2 separate regions of the Mus musculus genome follow, and region 2 is linked to region 1. The links are chromatin contacts, called in public Hi-C maps. All regions are on one chromosome and are shown on one strand. Each heading gives the region's core, a stretch centred on a gene start, on an enhancer-like site or on the middle of the called end of the contact. The rest is flanking DNA. Distances are from core to core; before and after follow the strand shown.

The links. Hi-C and Micro-C count contacts between places; a contact is called where the count stands out from the background.
Region 2: a contact with region 1 is called in a Hi-C map of the N1E-115 cell line, with 3 times the contacts expected there. The contact joins two enhancer-like sites.

Annotation. Positions count from the first base shown.
Region 1 is chr10:105,016,206-105,023,285 of GRCm38.p6, reverse strand. No RefSeq gene overlaps it. Among named protein-coding and RNA genes, the nearest start is that of Gm25587, 21 kb to the left of the region's middle. Within about 2 kb of position 2,300, at least 12 of the 459 cell types and tissues checked have an H3K27ac peak or open chromatin away from gene starts, as enhancers often do. A contact at or near this core is called in the N1E-115 cell line, where this site is marked.
Region 2 is chr10:105,710,326-105,716,873 of GRCm38.p6, reverse strand. No RefSeq gene overlaps it. Among named protein-coding and RNA genes, the nearest start is that of Mettl25, 130 kb to the left of the region's middle. Within about 2 kb of position 2,048, at least 12 of the 459 cell types and tissues checked have an H3K27ac peak or open chromatin away from gene starts, as enhancers often do. A contact at or near this core is called in the N1E-115 cell line, where this site is marked.

The sequences.
Region 1 (7,080 bases), core at 1,051-3,550:
AGCATTGGAAAGGAAAATTACAGCATCTCTCATAATTGCTGGCAAGATGTTTGCTCTCTTCTGTCTGCCTCTATAGGCTGAATGGAACAGTTTAGTTCTCTTCTGTAATGAATGTTTCTAGTCTTTACACACTAGAATGGGTTTTAGAGATGTTTACTGATCAACAGTACTGGTCAGTGAACGCTCTTATTTATAGTTGCCATGCCTCTACACACCTTAAATCACAGTGGGTGTGTGTATCTGTGTGTTTATATTAAGGTAAAATTCTAATTTACAAGCACTAGCGTGTAACTTTGACCTGGTTTGTCAATATAGGGAGTTTTATATTCAAAACCACATGATCGTTTTTAGAAATGTTATGATATGGTCAGACTGCTTTCTCATTACCTCCTGCATGTGCTTTAAAATCTATCCTATGAAGGGCTTCAACTTTCAAGTGGTCATGTTATTCAAAATATGAAACTTTGGGCAGTCATAGTGTCAGAATTCTTGTCATTGTCACTTTATATTTAATTTTTAGAAAGATTTATTTATTGTTCACGCACGTATGTGGTGTGTGTGTGTGTGTGTGTGTGTGTGTGTGTGCGTGCGTGCATGCGTGTGTGTGTGTGTGTGTGTGTGTGTGTGTGTGTGTGTGTAGGCATATGTATGACCTATTGTTCATGTAGAGGTTAGGGTAAAGATTTCTTAAGAGTTGGTTCACATCTCCTACCTTTTGAGGTCCATGTCTTTCTGTACTCAGTATTTCTCAGACTCATAGCCAAGTCTCTGGCTGGCCGGAGCTCCCCTTGACCTCAGTTTCACCACAGTAGTGCTGGGATTACAGGTGCCAGCCACTGCTGCTGCAGCTGGCTTCTTTTATGTAAGATCTCAGGGAGGAAACTCAGGTTGGATAGCTTGCACAGCAAGTGTTCTTACCATTTAAACGGTCTTCCTTGCTTCCCATTGACTTTTAAGGTAAGTTTCTTTTCTTTCTTATTTGAACATTGTATGATAGATCTATATTTTTTACAAAAACTTCTAAGAGGCTTTGAACAATATGTATATTTCTGAATCCACTTTGACAGAAACATTCATAATCCGAAGAAGAAGAAGAAGAAGAAGAAGAAGAAGAAGAAGAAGAAGAAGAAGAAGAAGAAGAAGAAGAAGAAGAAGAAGAAGAAGAAGAAGAACTCTTGTGTTGGGAGCCGCGCCCACATTCGCCGTTACAAGATGGCGCTGACAGCTGTGTTCTAAGTGGTAAACAAATAATCTGCGCATGTGCCAAGGGTATCTTATGACTACTTGTGCTCTGCCTTCCCCGTGACGTCAACTCGGCCGATGGGCTGCAGCCAATCAGGGAGTGACACGTCCGAGGCGAAGGAGAATGCTCCTTAAGAGGGACGGGGTTTCGTTTTCTCTCTCTCTTGCTTCTTGCTCTCTTGCTTCTTGCACTCTGGCTCCTGAAGATGTAAGAAATAAAGCTTTGCCGCAGAAGATTCTGGTCTGTGGTGTTCTTCCTGGCCGGTCGTGAGAACGCGTCTAATAACACTCTTGATGATACAATTACTTCTAATGTTCTTACATTTCCATAAGTAACTACAAACTGCAGTGATAAGTTGAAATATTTCTGAAGTTTGTTCTGTTTATAGGGTTACATTTCTTTGAATCAGACAGAGGAATGCTTCAAATCTCTTTACAAGGCCCTTTCCATGGAATCACAAACAAATCTTCTTTTGTTGTTGTTGTTGTTTTCAAATTAAATTAGATTTAAATGAGATTTAAACTTTTCTTTAGCTCATAAGCTTCTATTCCTCTGTCTTCCTACTGGCTTTTAGATAAAAGCCTATTTCCTAACACATCTCTTTAACATTCCCAAATGTTTGGGCTTGGTGCTCAAGGATGCATTTTAAGATGGAAATGAATTTTTAGTGCCTGTTTGGAATGACTTCCCAACAGTTTTAATCCAATCTGACTCAAAGAATAGCATCCCCGGTGATTAGATAATAGGGTTAGGAGGAGCAGGAAGCCATCTGCAGGAAGTGCAGTAGAAATTTCATTTATGTCATCAGCCGGCTACTCAGTCTCACCATGCTACTCTGAAAGCATATAAAGAGCCAGCGATTTAAAAGTTTTCCACGATCAATCCAACCAGAGAAAGGCATTCACTGAACTCTTTAAAGACTAAAATCTATCCACTTACACGCTACTGTTCTAAACACGGTGAATCCCGCAGAAATGAGACCAAGACAGCACTGCTTCATTCCCCTCATTTCCATTATCAAAATGCCAAATCTGAAGATGGATTCACACAGTCTCTTCCAACAGCACCCCCCCCCAACCCCCGAATGAACAAAGACAACCCTGTCACAGTCCTTCTCCCTGGGAGAACCTTCCTCTGCCCCAGCGAAATGTATCACGGTGAAAGGCTAGATCCTGTGGACAGAATAAAGCAATAACGCTTGACTGCGAAGAGCTTTCTCTCATGCTGTTATTAAAATCCATCAAAAACCCGGAGTCCTTTCAGATACTACTTTGAACTGACTCCTTCCCGTCAGGCAAGATTACTTATGACTTCATTCATGGAAGCAGGTTTTTGGTTTCCTTTCAGTAAGTGGCAACATGTTTTTGCTAACCCTACCATCAAGTCAGTCTCCTTTACCTCTGATATAAAATGCAGTTTTCTGTCAGTGACATCATTTAGACGTATAAGGCAAGGGAAAAGAATCTTAAAGGAGACAGGAGCTAAACGTATTTAATCCACTGTGTGTGTTTTATCATCCCAATGGAGTCAGATGTAAGTATTTCTCTCACTCGGCCTTCCTTCAGTGTCTCGAAAGGAGGTATGAAGTATGTTTATGTTGAACTTTTGAACTGTCTGAACTGATCCTATCTGTTGAAATATTGCCTCGAAAATGCTTTTTTTTTTTTTTAAACCAAACCAGCAACATGACAGCTAAAGCCGCTGTGCTCTGCACCATTCAGCTGGACGATATTACTCTAAGACTTAAGTTTACTAAGCATTGTTCTGACGTCTCTGAGAATGGATAAGCTGTCTGCTGGGTAATTAATATTGTCGGAGTCACTCTAAGCCTCTACGGAGAGTTTCTCCCATACGGCACTGGATATCTTCCTAGTACAAAGCAGCTTTGATTTAATCCATTGTCCATTTGAGATTTGTTTTTCTTTTACTAGCCTGCTCTCTATGCAAGACATCATATAAATAAAATTACTGTTTCTGGCTTGAATCAGCACTAGACGTGAGTTAGTGGTTGCATGAAAGGCTAATTTAAACAACAGGCAGGGCTATGGCCTTGTACAGAAGACAGTGAGGAGCCCCATCCACAGCCATCCTTGGCAGTAATGTTCTGTGCAATTAGAAAGAATCATATTCACATCATATGTAAAATATATCATAGTAAGGTAAACGAAGACTGGACTCTCATAGACTCAAGAACGAAAGCATACTTCAGAGGTCATTAGCTATCGTCTCAGTTTCTGAGGACTACAATTAACATGTCCTTGAGAACCATCTGCCAAGTCCTTAAAGTTATTCAGACAAGCAGGCACCTCAGTCTCCTTCTATAAGTCATTACCAGGTTTGCCAGCCTTTCTAGACAGATCTGCTTGCTATTTAGCCCAGTCATGAAAATAGTCTCGGGCCCAAGTATAGTAGTCCCAGGAACAGATAGGCAGGGCATCTAATTTTAAAAATAGTATGAGAATAAGACAATTTCATTTTGTCTCTGTATAGTGTCAATAATTTATTTTTCTTCTTGGTTTTCTTGATAATCACTCCTTTGCGAAGAGCCCCAGCTTATTAAGCTGCTGAGACAGATTCTAATTACCACATGGTACTTTGTCTGGCCCTGAAACATGCCTCAAGCAAAAATGTGTAACCCGCTCCCCCAAAGGAGTGCAATGAAGGGGAGCCAGCCTTCAACAGGGATCCATCTACACTACACTTCCAGACAAATGATACAAGAGCTAGAAGACCATACAATGTCACGAGTACTGAGTGATAGGGGATTCTCTATGATATATAACTTTTATTATCCTAGTAGATTCAAAAGAGGACAGTAACTCTTCTAACACCTGATAAGTGGCAGAACAGAGCTGAATATAGGTATTTGATGCCAAAGTCCATTTAACATGAACAGTCAATACCATTGTAAAATTACTATTGCTGTTTATTTTAACCACTTCAGACAAGTATACAGTGTATCCAGCCTCTGCTTACTTGGAATTAATCCATTCATTTTCTCCCTCCTTGTCCTGCTAAGCTTACATTCTCATATTGTCCTCTTAAAAGTAACAGCTCTTGGTGATCACCGAGGGACACCTTTCCAAGTTTTGTGAGCAAACCTCGCAAGCAAACAAACAAAACTGTGAAGGATATGAGGCAGACAGGACCATGGTAAAATGCAAGGGGATCTATAAAGAGAAGTTACTCTCTACATATTTCTAGTGGTGAGTCTCTTAAGCTGCCCAAATATGGTTTTAAAAATTAAAATTTTACAAGGCGTCCATTCAGAACAACCCTAGAGCATGTGTCAGATCTGAGGGTGTGCCAAGTGAATTTGGGTGGGATTGCCAAGTGCACCTGTCAGCAAGAAGTTAAAGTGTTGTATTGGTCTTGTGCTAGTCATACCAACAAAGTCATTCTTCTTGCGTTTCTACGACCAGAACATCCTAATTGCTAAAAGAAATCTATAAAACAGAATCATGATCCTTTAAAAAATAGGATTGAAAACTAAATGTCAGGTAGATGTAGGGGAGTTCTTAGGAGTATTTGTGGCAAAATAGTAACTCCTCATTTATTTTGATATCTGAATTTTGCAATTTATAGGTATGATGTAATTTAAGGTAAGATTTAAACAACAGTAAGTTATTTTTTGTTGTGTTTTCAAGGGGAATCCCAACACACAGTAACCCATTCTTTAATAATTACCTATGCCTTAATTCCTGAATGGTTACCATATAACATCTTCAAGCATGTTTGTTTATTTTTTCCAAGTCATTGACCTTTTTCCAAATTTCTACACAGTACCAGAACTTTCTCTATTGTCCTCCAGCCCACGACTTCAGTCAACTTCAGCATAGGCATCTATGTCTTATTTTAATGAGAAAGTGATTATCTTATCTAGTTGGTCTGCCTTACAGTTTCAGAGGCTTAGGCTCTTATCATCCTGGTGGGAAGCATGGTGTTACGCCGGAGTCATGATGCTGGAGAAATAGCTTGATGTCTATATCTTTATTTTTGTTGTTAAATGTTGGTAGGGTTTATTTTTCAAATTCTGCTTTTACAATATGAAAATTTAAAGCATTTGTGTAACAGACTGTTTTTTTTCATTTTCAAAAATTTATTTTGAATTTAAAAATATTATACCTTTAGCCCTTTTCCTTTCCTTGTTCTAACCCCATCCACTGTATCTCCCTTGCTTTTTCTTTTCTCTCTTCTCTCCCTTTCTTTCTTTCTTTCTTTCTTTCTTTCTTTCTTTCTTTCTTTCTTTCTTTCTTTCTTTCTTTCTTTCTTTCTTTCTTTCTTTCTTTTTCTTTCCCTTCCTTCCTTCCTTCCTTCCTTCCTTCCTTCCTTCCTTCCTTCCTTCCTTCCTTCCTTTTTTCCTCCCTCCCTCCCTCCCTCCCTCCCTCTCTCTCTCTCTCTTTCTCTCTCTCTCTGTCTGTCTTTCTTTCTTTCTTTCTAATTTGGCAGCAGAAGTGAATGCCACACAAGAGCTTTATTGAGCATATGAAACCTCAAAGTCCTTTCCCAAAGTGACATACTTCTGCCAGTAAAGCTATACATACAAGGCCATAACTCCTAATAGTGCTATTCCTTAGGAGCCAAGCATTCAAATACATGAGTCTATGTGGGCCATTCCTATTCAAACCACCACAGTGATTGCTACACCATGAACCCAATAATACATTAGTGCTGATTTCTACTCTGCTGTAAGACAAATCTGTTCACTAGTCTTCCTAGGGGCCATCTGTGGATTCTTCCTCTTAAAAAAAAAAAAAAAAAAGACAAAAAACCTGTATATAGACTCTTTTACAGAGCTAAACAAGGAAGCTAAGCCACATAAAGGGACAATGTTCCTTTTCTTTTGTCCACCTCCTAGTTAGTTACTTATTCTTTTATTATTATTACCTATCGGCTTTCTTGAGATAAATGTTTAACTATTTAGTTTATTAGGATTGTCTTTTGCTGCTTGCTCTCTCTATGGTTACTGCTTTCTTAGCCATATGATACCATTTCTCCTTAAAGTTTTGTAGTGAGTGGCTCTCAGTAGCTTGTAATCATGGCTTACTGCTGCTGATATTCCATTGTGAATTGTTCCTTGGGGATCTGTAAGTCATTGTTTTATCTCTTAACTAATTGCTTTGACCCAATGTCTTCACATGGGCTTGACTTACTTGATGTGATTTTCTGCTGTCTATTTTCTTTCTTAAGAGCAAATTCTCCTTAAATTTAATCCAATATTCCAAGTGAATTTACAATTATTCTATATGTTAGACTTCCAAACAAATAATAAACTTTAAAAATATCTATCTATCTATCTATCTATCTATCTATCTATCTATCTATCCATTTATTTATTTGTTGGACATGTGGATATTTTCCTTGCATTTAAGTATGTTCATTTTGTGCATGTTAGATACATTTGGAAGCCAGAAAAGAGAGTATCAGATACCCTGGAATTGGAGATACAGGTAGCTGTGAAAGTCCACATGGGAACTGGGAACTGGGAACTGGGAACTGGGAACTTGGAACTTGGAACTGGGAACTGGGAACTGGGAACTGAAGTTGGGTCCTTTGGAATAGCTGTAAGTTCTCTTAACCACTGAATCAACTCTTCAGTCTTCAAAACAATTAATAAAAACATCAAGCATTAATGTATTTATAGCAAACAATTTTTTGCTCTAGCAAATTATGTGTGTTTTGTTAAATACACACAGTTAGTAAAATGATGGTTCATCATGTGTGAACTTAATAGTATCGTGATTCACAGTGTGCCAGAGTGGTTTAGGCTAGCCTATGGAAATGTACTATCTCAATTCTTCTCAAGCCCATGTCTCACAAATGCTGATCTGGGACTT
Region 2 (6,548 bases), core at 799-3,298, 690 kb before region 1:
TAAGTAAAAGGCAAATACCTTGTGACCTGAGACAGAAAGAATTTTTAGTGAACATTTAATGCAGAGCGGTATTTTATTTTGTACTTAGCTAATAGATTATTTGGAATAAAGTAAGTTTTCACCCTACATTCAAGGACTTGATAAAGCTAAGATTTTATCTGTCTGTGATCAATTTTGTCACAAGCATTGGGAAACATTAGTGAAGCTTCTAATTTGCAAATGCAGAATTCTAGCTACCCCGTCCTCTTCTTAAAATTTTCATAAGACAATGTATGACAAGGATGCATCTCTATCATCCAATAAAAGCCACTGAAGTTCTAGGATTTCTTGTTTTGACTGGCATTGCCTTCTGATAAATACCTCTTAGAGAGATGTGAGTGGAGCTTGAAGAAGTTTTGTAATTTAGGAATTTTAGTATTTTTTTTTAAAGGCATATGGCCTGTGGTGGAAAAAGAACTTATTTATGATGATTGAATGGTTTTGCAGTGAAAGAAAGAAACGTAAAGAGTCAACTTTTCTTTATCTGGTCATTTGAAAACCCACATTAAGGACACCTGCATTTAACTACACTCTGCCCTTCTGCCTGTCCATTTGGATATTAGTCTTAGCTGCTCCAACACTTTAAATTATCTAAGCCAGGCTTGGTGGCTCACACTGACAATCTCAGCACTCAGAAGTCTGAGGCAGGAGGATTGCCATGGGTTCAAGACCATCCAGAGCCACACAGGCAGGCCTTGTCTCAAGAAAGCAAAGCAAAACATGGACTAGATAAGTATTCTCTTGCCAAGAGTTGCAGACAACTTTCTGGAATGTTCAGCTCTAAGGGCACGGAAAGTGTGTCTTTATTTCCTTAATGAATATTTTTGCTCCTTATCTTGTTAGCCTGAAAGTCAATGTGTGCTTAAATTTTAATCTTCCAGAATTCAATGTTTGCAATGCTCTTATTCCCAGACTCTCTGCATGCTGTGCCAGGAGAATCCAAGTAGTTCCAGTCCTGTATTGAGGGATGGTTCATTTAGTAAAACAGCACGCTACAGGACTAAGGACCTTCCTTCAATCCCTACTACTCACGTAACACCACCAGGGTATGATGGTGCCCATGTGTGGTAGGCAGGCCTCTACACACACACACACACACACACACACACACACACACCTAGACTACAGAACAGAGAAGCTTGAGTATGCAGCTCAGTAGACTCCTTGCCTAGCATTCAAAGGACCTTGGTTTAATCCCCAATACTGGAAAAGTTTATTTTATTTTTTTTAAATTTTATATCATATGATAAATCAATCCGAATCCTGGAATGCTTAGGCTACAGAATATCCCCTCTTACTGCTCACTTATGGAATGCTTGGTTTTTTATTTACAAGCCATCACTTGTAAAAGTAAATCTCCATCAAGCTTGACTTCCTAAGGTTAAAAGATACTTGTAGTAAGATCTACCTTCGTTCCTCTTTTCAGGGCAGAAGGCCGGTCTATCACCCCAGGCATGGGTTATGCAGAAGTGCTCAACAGCACTCACCTTGAAAACTACAGTTCCAAGTATTACATTCGATAATCAAAATACATGTTTTATGAAATCTATACCAAATTTGCATTTTTGCCCTAAAAATAAAAGCTAAATTAACACAGACGGGAGTGAGATCAAAAATGCATTTCTTGAGCTAAAGGGCTTATTGAATGTAAAACTCAAATCTGCATTAAAACCAGCCAGGGCTGTTACTTCTCCTAAGCTTTTACTTCTTCGTTCTTCTTATGCAGGAAAGAAAAGAAATTGCTGAGTCAAATCGCCTTGGCTATACCTCATATGACCAGTAGAGGGCGTCATCTACCACAGTCTAACATTTCACAGGCGGAAAAAAGAAAAAGAAAAAAGAAAATCCCCAAAGACCCCGAACATTTGTTTGATTGGTTAATAAAATGCACAAAAGGGTCAGAAGTTTTCAATATGAAGCTTTCCTTTTGGAAGCTTTGCATAATTGAACCAATATTCAAGTCATAGGGAAAAAAGCATAAATAAAATAATGAATACAAGATGTTGGTGTACTAGAACTTCAAAAACCAGAATTTCTTAGAAATGGCATAAAAATTCTTCAAGTTGACTTAGTTAATACAAATCCTTTTTTATGTCAAAATGTTGGAAAGTGAACCTCAGACTGTTATCAGATCCCAACACAGTTACATTTGTGTATTTGTGAAACGGCTTTGTGGTCTCTTCATACCACTATGTGTTTGGAGCTCTTAAAAAAGTCTCAAATGTTTGTTTTTGCCCTGATTTACTCTGAGCCTTATGCTCCGTGTTATAACTTTTTTTTCCCGACTGCATTAGTTTTTAACTACACAGTTAGAGGTAAGTCAGCATAGGGCTAATGTGGTTTGTGGCTACCACAGTTTACAAAGCACAGTGAAGCTGTAGAACGGAATGATTGCTGTCCACTTTCCCCAAAGGAAGTTTAAAGCTTAAACCATTTTCTCTAAGCACAACTTAACTAACAAGTAAAAGTGGAGCTATATTTTGATGGTAGAATCTGTACTTTTCTTTTTTTTGTTTTTAATAATGAATAACACATCCTTTGCAAAGGGGAATAAGTTTATGGTTGGTAATGCCAGAAAGACCACCTTTTAATTCTTAGGTTTAAAATTTTTAATAGATGATATTTCTATTGTCGACACAGTAGTTCATGGGTGTAGTGATTTCTAATGTAATAAATATAAAAATAAAGAAAAGATTGAGGAAGATGGGCATTGTCTTTCTGCGTAGCCCAGGCTGGCCTCAAAGGCATGATTGTTTTCTGCCTAAATCTCCTGACTGCTGAGATATCTGGTACGTGCCTTACCCAGTGTTTTGACAAAATTGCCTTTCAAGGTCATGCACTACGCTCAAGCTGTGAGTAATGGCTGGCTGACAACTCTCTGTGCAAATTCAGGGACCCAGATTCTCCTTAGCTTATGCTGCCACCATCTCCTCTGTTTGACGTACTTTGCCCCACCCAATGGGAGGAGAGAGAGAGACAGAGAGAGAGAGAGAGACAGAGAGAGAGACAGAGAGAGAGAGAGAGACTTCCCATGGAACTGCCTTTTCCTGGTGATGGCACTTTTCCTTACGATTATCCACTGTAGAGAAACCTGCCATGGGTCTCATCAATTCTGGGGGGAAAAAATAGAGAGGCAAGCTCTAATGCAAGATCTTTTGCACAGCCCTGGCAACAAAATATCTGTCTATATCCTTCTAACCATATATAACATGGGCACTTTGTTTCAAGAAGGGCATACAGAGTAGCGAACAATAAATTCATTCACCTAAAACTCCAGAATCCCTTGGTGATGTCCAACCCTGATATTTCCTCTGTCCTACATCAGTATCATCCCCCCCCCCCCATCTTCTCACATCCTCCACTGTGTAACTTTATCCATTCACCATGGAAACAAGTATCTATTCACCGTGGAAACAAGTGTTGATCTCCCAGCCTTTGAACCCAGGTTTAGCCATATGGCTTCCTTTCACCACTGACAATGCTCGCAGGCATGGTATATACCGAAGCTCATTCTCTATCCTTACCATGAGAACAAGCTCATGCGGAGACTACAGAAAGAGAGGCAGATTTGAAGCAGAGCTGGTAGTCTCAGCCAAGGTATCTTAAACTAGTTGACAACTAGCCAACCTCAAGATATTTGAGATAACTAAGCCAAGACAGAGTCTCCTGGCCAGCCCCCAGCTGATTCTAGACACGTGAGCCATAAAATACTTAATTCCCTATGACACTCTGGTTTTGTAATTGTTTATTATGCAGCCTTATCTGGGTCACAGACAACTGAAACCATTACCAAACAAAACTATGGACTCTGAGAATCGTTCTGAGTTTTGTTTTGTCTAAAGTCAGTTTGCTATTTTAGTCTTTAACATTTCCAAATTAGAATTCAAAGTGTTATTAAGTTAATATGCACAGAATGTAGCTAGAAGAAAATGCTTTAAATATTGTGAAGTATAAACATGAATTGGGGTGCTAGACAGAAGGTTCAGTGTTTAGAACACATGGCTGCTCTTCCAGAAGACCTGGGTTCAATTCTCAGCACCTACCCAGTAGGTGACAATCATCCATAACAAGCATGCAAGTGATATACACATGTACATACAGGCAAAACACTCAACAATATAAAACATATTTTAAAGATTAAAATAAGAATGAGGTTTTATGAAATTATGGTGACTTTATCTTTCAGATTAGTTCAGATATAATTTCATTTGATTTTTCATGCCAAGGTGAATAGAGATAAAATATTATGCCTTTCTTTCTGACTACTAAGTCTCAATAACCAAATTACTTACTGCAATTATGAATGATTCATAAGCACACTATAGTCAACATAACCTGGCCCAGGATATATTCCATTGTTGAAGAGGCCTTTCAAGAGCTGAGAACATAGCAATTCCCCATATGTATTCTGTGACAAACATGGCAAAAACATTCGTCCTCATTTCTGGTTTTTTCAAGCTTAAACTTTAACAGAAATCACTGATTGCAGTTTATGAATATTCTGTCTAGTGAAATGCTTGTTTTCTACCCTAAGGGGCTTTGGGGGTGACCTATAAAAAGAGGTGAAACATTGATACTTTTGACCTATAAGAGAGTTTCATTTTTAATTCTTTTTTGTAACTCTTTTAAATTTAAGATTTATTTATTTTATGAGTGCTCTATCTGAATGTATACCCACATGTCAAAAGGTAGCACTAGATCACATTATGGATGGTTCCCTATGGTTGTTGGAAATGAACTCAGGACCTTGGGAAAGGCAGACAGTGAGCTCTTAACTGCTGAGCTATCTCTCCAGCTTCTTTATTTCTTAACTAAATAGAATTATATCATTTCCTCCCTTTCTTTTTATCCCTCCAACCCTTCCCATGTGCCCCTGCAACTACCCCACGAATCTATAGCCTCTTTCTCTTTATTTTTGGTATACAATTTAAATGCATAAATATGCAAATACTACCTGATGAGTCCATTATTGATTGATTATGCATGTATGATTTCAGGGTTGGCCACTTGGTACTGGATAATCAATTACTGCTCTCATCGCTGGGGAAGACAATTTCTCCCTCTCTCACATTCCTTAGCGCCCTCCCTCATTCCACCTTTACCCCCAGCCGCCGTGAGATTTCCCTCTTCCACATTAGCAAATCTATTGTCATTATCCTTGTTCAGGTCTTGTTTAGGGAGACATTGTGCTTCTTTCTTCATTTTTTAGATTTATTTTAAATGTATGAGAGTTTGCCTGCATATATGTACATATGTATAAACATGTATGACTGGTATCTGGGACAGTCAGAAGAGGATGTCAGTTACCCTGGACCTGGAGTTACTGATGGTTATGAGCTGCTGATGGCTGCTGGGAACCACACTGGGTCTTGTACAAGAATATTAGCAATGGTATCTTTGGAGGGTCCCTGACTCATAATGCCATGCCAACGTCTTGCTTTCTTTCGTCTTGTCTTTCCATTTTTTAATTTTCATTTTATTTTTATTTTATTATTTTATTTTATTTTATTTTATGCATACATGTTCTCCCTTTCTACCCTACAGGCCCTTTGCGTGGATATGATGGGTTCGAGTTTAGTGTTTCTTCTGAGATTCCAGAGTGTATGGGTCTCTGCATCTGCATCTGTTTCTTGTGCCTTTTCTTGGGTTCTTCTGCTTATTTGTTTATTTTACTCTGTTCTAATTTGTTATTTTTGCTTTGTCTTATTATATTATATTTTATTATTATCACATAAAACTTGTTTGTTTGCTAATGAGAGACAGAAGGTAGTGGATCAGCATGAAAGGGAAGAAGGGGGGGGGGAGAAACTGGAGAAAGTAGAGGGAGAAAAAACTATAATCGTGATTATCAGGATATATTAGGTGAGGAAAAACATTTTTCAATTAAAAATAAAAAAAAGAAAAACCTCTTCACTACTGCAGCATCTCTCCCATCCTAACTATCGTTTCTTCGTCTTAGTACTATGGGCGTGGTCCATGAAAAAAACTCTTGTTATAGTGGCCCATTCATTGGCGCATACTTAGCATCTCCTTGTTCTGTATCCACTAAATTTCTGGAATATTCTTTTGGAATTATGGCAAGCAATAAACATCTCTTCAGATATTGTCAAATATTACCTCCGATATGATATTGTGTACATATTACAACCTACCAGGATTTTCCATAAGCTTCTGATTTTTCACAATACAAGAGCTATAGCCTAAGGGATGAGTTTTGCTAACCATTGCCTTTATTAAGGAAATAAACTCTACCCGAAGCACTGTGAAAGCCAAGGAACTAAGGCCATTGCCCTCGTCAAATCGTTTCATTTCCTTTGTATATTATCCGCTTTACTCTGCAAGTGCAATTACAGGATTTGGGATAGTGTTTGCAGCCTCAGTTCCAGCTCTGGGTCCATGACTTACTAGCCTGAATGCTGAGTAAGTACAGACCCCTCATCCTACCTCACTGATGCCTCAAACATTTTCGCTTCTGGCTTCTCTTCTTGGCCTCTATAACTTACCCATAA